Linked DNA regions of Zea mays: region 2 is linked to region 1. The links are chromatin contacts, called in public Hi-C maps. All regions are on one chromosome and are shown on one strand. The core of a region is the stretch at or near the end of the contact, and the rest is flanking DNA. Distances in the headings are between cores, read along the strand shown. Region 1 holds the start of LOC100283578. Region 2 holds the start of opr3 (12-oxophytodienoate reductase3).

The links. A called contact is a pair of places that touch in the nucleus more often than the background predicts.
Region 2: a contact with region 1 is called in a Hi-C map of leaf, with 4 times the contacts expected there. The contact joins the promoter of opr3 here to the promoter of LOC100283578 in region 1. A contact is called at or near these places in 2 of 25 Hi-C or Micro-C datasets (both in leaf).

The regions. Positions count from the first base shown.
Region 1 is chr6:121,687,152-121,689,851 of Zm-B73-REFERENCE-NAM-5.0, reverse strand. It overlaps LOC100283578, which reads right to left and starts at 1,422. Exons shown (of 4, transcript NM_001371950.1): 1 at 233-1,422. The coding sequence starts at 1,066.
Region 2 is chr6:121,926,546-121,929,556 of Zm-B73-REFERENCE-NAM-5.0, reverse strand. It overlaps opr3 (12-oxophytodienoate reductase3), which reads left to right and starts at 1,667. Exons shown (of 2, transcript NM_001112360.1): 1 at 1,667-2,082; 2 at 2,181-3,011. The coding sequence starts at 1,731. The coding sequence ends at 2,962.

The DNA of each region.
Region 1 (2,700 bases), core at 173-2,672:
AGCATTATACAATGGCAACTTGCTATCTGTATAGGCTACTTAATAACACAGAGCTAAACTGGAAGTGGCAGATCACATCAAGTGAATAAAGTACAACATAATCGAGAGGCATACCAAATATAGTCACCATAGAGTTCCATTTCAGACAAGTTTTTACTATAATTAAACTAAAGGTGCAGTATGATTAACGGACAGCACGCATAGCAGTGCACTGAAAGAAGTAAGGCTCCACCTGCTTCCTCGCGCGCGACCTGGCTGCCGACTCCCTGTTCTTGATCATGCGCCTCTGCCTCCTCTCCACCACCTTCTCGACGGTCGGTCCCTTCCTCACCCTCAGTGCAGTGTCGAAGGGATACGGCACCGGCGACAGCGACGAAAGATCCCCCGCCTCCACCTTCCCCATCCCGTTGAACACGACCGGCGTCGTCGGCACCGCCACCGTCATCCCTCCTCCGAGCCCCTGCCCGACGACCCCGGTCACCACCCCGTTCCCCAGCTGCATGGTCTGCGGCGCGAGCGCGACCGCATTCCCCTGGGAGAAAAGCCCCTGCGCGTGCGGCTGCAGCACGAGGGTCTGCTGCCCCATGTCCTCACGAACCACGCCGGCGCGTACCAGGAAATCCTCCAGAGTCATGGACCCCAGCGTCTGCTGCCGCTGTGCCTGCGCCGGCAGCGGCGCGTGCGCGGGCGTGGGAGCGGGAGCCGCAACCGCCTGCGCGTCCTCCCCGTCGGTGAGGCCCACGATCTCGCGCCAGACCTCGTCGACCGTCTTCTGGCTGAGCGTGCGCGGCAGCGTGAAGGAGCCCTGGCGCTGGATGGGCGCCCCGGCCTGCTGCTGATGCTGCCCATGCGCGTCCATGGATGCGGCCGCCGTGGTCGGGGCGGCCGCGGTCATGGCGTTGGACTCCTCGGCCGTCCAGATGTTGCGCAGCAGCTCGTCCATGTTCATGGAGCCGAAGTCCTTGCTGGCGCCGCCGAGCGCGGTCTGGAACTCGTCGAACGTTAGCGAGTACACCGAGCCCTGCCGCGCCAGCGACGGGGCCCCGCTCCCTCCCGGTGTCTCCATCCCCGCCTACCGCCTTCTCCTCTCGGCTCCCAAATCCCACCGGAATTCAATTCCGCACCACAGACGGATGCAGAGGAAAAGCGGCGGTGAACAGAGCTGGCGACTTTATAGCCGAGCGGCGGCGGTGGCGGCGGCGGCAGAAGCGACAGGAGGGCGCTCCGCTCGCAATGAGCTTGACCGTGACCGTGACTAGTTGCGTCTGGCGTGCTACAGTATACCACAATAGCGAGAGGAAATCCAGTTCAGTGGGACGGGTTAAGAAGGAGAGCGGAGGGGGAACACCGGGGGATGTGGAGCTCGAGCGTTGGTGGGGTGGGGGGGTTGGTGCGGTTTTGAGGGAGACGATCCCGGCGGCGAGGTGCGCGACGGGACAGGTGTCGCCTCGGGGGCAATAAAGTGGTGCTGCGGCAGGCGGCAGCCGCTGCCGTCGGGGGACGACAAGAGGCCCGCAACCGGTCAGAGGATAGTGTGGGCGCCGGAGAGCAAAGTACACAGCCTAGCGCCATAATGCTCGCGCACACGGACCCGTGACCACCACACTGTACACGGGATGAAAACGGCAGCGTTTTTTTGGGGTGCCGGTCGAACACTCCCGCTTGTCAGTGTTCCAACAAGTGACACTTTGACACACTTCTACCTATTTGTGTCGTTTTGAGTCTTGACTGATAAGCGCACCGAAAACATGTGATTTAAGGATTATGAATTTGTTATGTACTCCATCCGTCCTAAAATATAATTTATTTTAGACTAATAATATGTTTATTAAGTAATATATGAATGTAGTTTTCATGTATGTCTATATTCGTTATAATTTGAATGAATATGGACGAACTTTTTTGATAGAAAGAACTGTATTTTTTAGATATAAGGAATACTAAATTTGGCACCTGAACGACCGGATGGTTTGACCTTGTGGTTCGAACGGTTCGGCATGGCAGGTTCGCGATTATATTAATTTAGGTTGGAATTCTTATCATAGTTATCTTAAGAACCCACATGAAACTGTTAAGATTCATCTAGGAACGGATGCAGACATTTCCCATATATATATATATATAGTTTATGTATTTAGAGCCCTGGGCTCTCTCTAGTTAGATAAAGCCCTAATCATTCAAGACCAGGTAGACCAGGTAAACCAGACGTACCACAAAAAAAACTTTTATGATTAGTTATACAAGCATTTCTTTTGTATTCGTTTTAGAAAAAACGCAGAAATTGATTTATCCCACACCCGCGCCCAGCTATCGGATCCGCCCCACTGCGCCCCCAAATCATCCCAAGCGCTCCAACCACTCGCAACCCTAATCTAATCCGCCGTCTTCCGGATCGGCATCCGCCCTCATCCCCTCACCCTCTTCTCCGCCTTCCAGCCGCAGGAGCCCCACATCCCCTCACGCTCTTCTCCGCCTTCCAGCCGCAGGAGGCTCGCCGCTGATTGAGGATCCCGCGGCCGCCGAAGAGGCCACAACGGGAAAGCAAATCCACGCGCCCGAGCGGCCCTTCAAGGAACCTGCTCGTCTCCCGGCGGCCGGAATGGTCTTCATCTCGTCGTCTACGCGCAAGAGGAGATCTGGATCTGGTTCGTTTGCTTTCATGCATCCTGACGCCTCCTCCCTCCCCTCCCTGAGTCGAAT
Region 2 (3,011 bases), core at 418-2,917, 240 kb before region 1:
ATAAAAATGTGTCTCTCGTCACTTTGCCGAGTGTGGTGATCATAGTACTCGGTAAAGAAAGCACACCTGGGAACCGGTAAAGCTTCTTTGCTGAGTGTTATGGTCGTGGCAGTCGACAAAGAAAAAACATTTGCTGAGTGCTAGCCGCACACTCGGCACAGAGCCTGTGCTTGAGGCCCACTGGAGCTCGCTTTGTCGAGTGCCTACTGGCCTGGCACTTGGTAAAGGCTCCATCTTTGTCGAGTGCCAACCTTCACACTCGGTACAGAAACTGCCATAGGGGGCATTGGAACTCCCTTTACCGAGTGTCTGCTGGCCTGGCACTCGACAAAGGCTCTGTCTTTACCGAGTGTCAGCCCGCACACTCGGTATAGAAACGGACATGGGGCCCACTAGATCTCCCTTTGCGGAGTGTCTGCTGGCCTGGCTCTCGGCAAAGGCTCCTTCACCTTCACGACAACTTTTCTTTGCTAAGTGTTCGATATAAAATAATCGCCAAAGAATCCATTGCTGATAAACAATTCACCGAGTCCTCTTTGTCGAGTGCTACACTCGGTAAAGACTATAATGAGTGTTATAGATGCTTTGCCTATTGAAAAACTAGACATTTTCCATATTAAATCACGAATATAAATTATGACCAACAATAATTAGTCTAGGTGTCTATTCCACCACATGTAACCTAACAGGTTACCTAATAGGCTAATCATAAAAGACAACACACCTCTAACATAACAAATAAACTGAAGTATGAGGTCAAATCAGATAATACGTACTAATCAGACATACTAGTAGACGACGCAAGTGGAAGCAGTAGGTCGACAGCGTCGATGCAGCAGGGTCGACGATGTCGAAGCAGCAGGGTCAACGACGTCAGCGGTAGGGTCGACGAGAAGAATGCGAGCAGTCGCATGAAGACGCTTCCCAAAAACTTTATTTGTCGTCTACTGGTGCAGGATCTCAAAGACGACGGGTTCCGGAGATCTGCTCTCCCGGTCGCAGATGCACGCTGGCGCTTAGGACGAACAAGACCACAGTGACAGCGCAGCAGTAAGCAGAGGCAAAACCTAATTCGTGGTTTGGATGGGATGGTCTCTGGCATGGGCTGCCTTATATAGAGCTACGTCCACGAACCGATAAGCTCACGATCCGATCTGTTCGTGATCCGATAATGTCGCGATCGGATAGCTACCTCTCTTGCCATACATTGGTTTTTTTGTAATTTTTCTAAGATTTAATTGAATTTTTCAATTAGATGAAACGCATAAATCCAACATTGTCCTAGCCGCACGGTCCGCACAGATGATCCGCCAAGGAAGATGTGTACGTGTCGCATTACGTAGTATCTGTCTCTACTCGGTCTTCTCCTGATGATTGGCGCTTCAGAGTCAGCAGTCCGCACTGCATCCACAACCACCTTCCGTTCGTCCGTCAAAGGCCACAGCAAATAACAAACTAGTGGATGACGAAAGTGGTGACGATTTCCGACGGCCTGTGGACACTGGAGCAGGGGAAGCCGAGTAAAAAGAGAAATAATAATGGCTGGTCGCCGCCAGAGGCAATGAGCTATTGGTTGGAGCACTATCTTCGAATCAAAACGTATAAATCCCCATTGGAAGGCCAGGCCTGGGTAGAGCATAACCGAATAGAAATAGCTTTGGCACGCGCAAACAAGCAAGCAGCAGAGCAGATCAAGTAAAGGTAGCAATTTGAGTAGTGTGCAAGCTAAGATGGGGCACCAAGAACAAGAACAGGAAGTGATCCCGCTGATGACCCCGTACAAGATGGGGCAGCTGGAGCTCTCCCACCGCGTGGTGCTGGCGCCGATGACGCGGTGCCGCGCCATCGGGGACGTGCCGCAGCCGCACGCCGCCGTGTACTACTCGCAGCGCGCCAGCAGGGGCGGCGTGCTCATCACCGAGGGCACGGGGGTGTCCGCCACCGCGCAGGGCTTCCCGGGGTCCCCCGGCATCTGGACGCAGGAGCAGGTGGCGGCGTGGAAGCCCATCGTCGACGCCGTCCACCGCAAGGGTGCGCTCTTCTTCTGCCAGATCGCACACGTCGGAAGGGCATCCACCAACGGTACGTACCTACGTACGTGGCGGCAAATTAAGCGCGAGTCAGCTCGTTCGAGTGGTCCCGGCGGCCGTTGCTGATCCTTCTGTGAACCACACTGGCAGATTTCCAGCCGGACGGCCAGGCGCCGGTCTCGAGCACGGACGCGCAGCTCCCACCCGACGCCGAGTCCGGCACGGTGTTCTCCAGGCCACGCCGGCTGCGCGCCGACGAGGTCCCGGGGATCGTCGACGACTTCAGGCGCGCCGCGCGCAACGCGATCGAGGCCGGGTTCGACGGCGTGGAGATCCACGGAGCGCACGGGTTCCTCCTGGAGCAGTTCATGAAGGACGGCGCCAACGACCGCGCCGACGAGTACGGCGGCAGCGTCGAGAACCGGTGCCGCTTCGTGGTCGAGGTCGTGGACGCTCTCGTCCGTGAAATCGGCGCGAGCCGGGTTGGCATCAGGCTCTCCCCGTTCGCGGACTACTTGAACTGTGCGGATTCCAACCCCTTGGCGCTAGGTCACTACATGGTGGAACAGCTCAACAGGCACGAGGGGTTTCTGTACTGCCACATGGTGGAGCCGCGAATGGCCATCGTCGACGACCGTAGGCAGATTCCGCATGGACTCCTGCCGTTCAAGGCGGCCTTCAATGGCACCTTCATCGCCGCGGGCGGGTACGACAGGGAAAAAGGGAACAAGGTGGTCGCCGAAGGCTACGCGGACCTCGTCGCATACGGAAGGCTGTTCTTGGCCAACCCAGACCTGCCTAAAAGGTTCGAGGTAGACGAGATCCTGAACAAGTATGATCGTTCCACCTTTTATACACAAGACCCTGTTGTTGGCTATACAGACTACCCTTTCCTTAGGGACGACAGCGAAGACTTAGCTGCTCAAGTTTAATTGTGTGGATGATCGATTTAATCACGGTTACTGCACGATCGAGATCGAT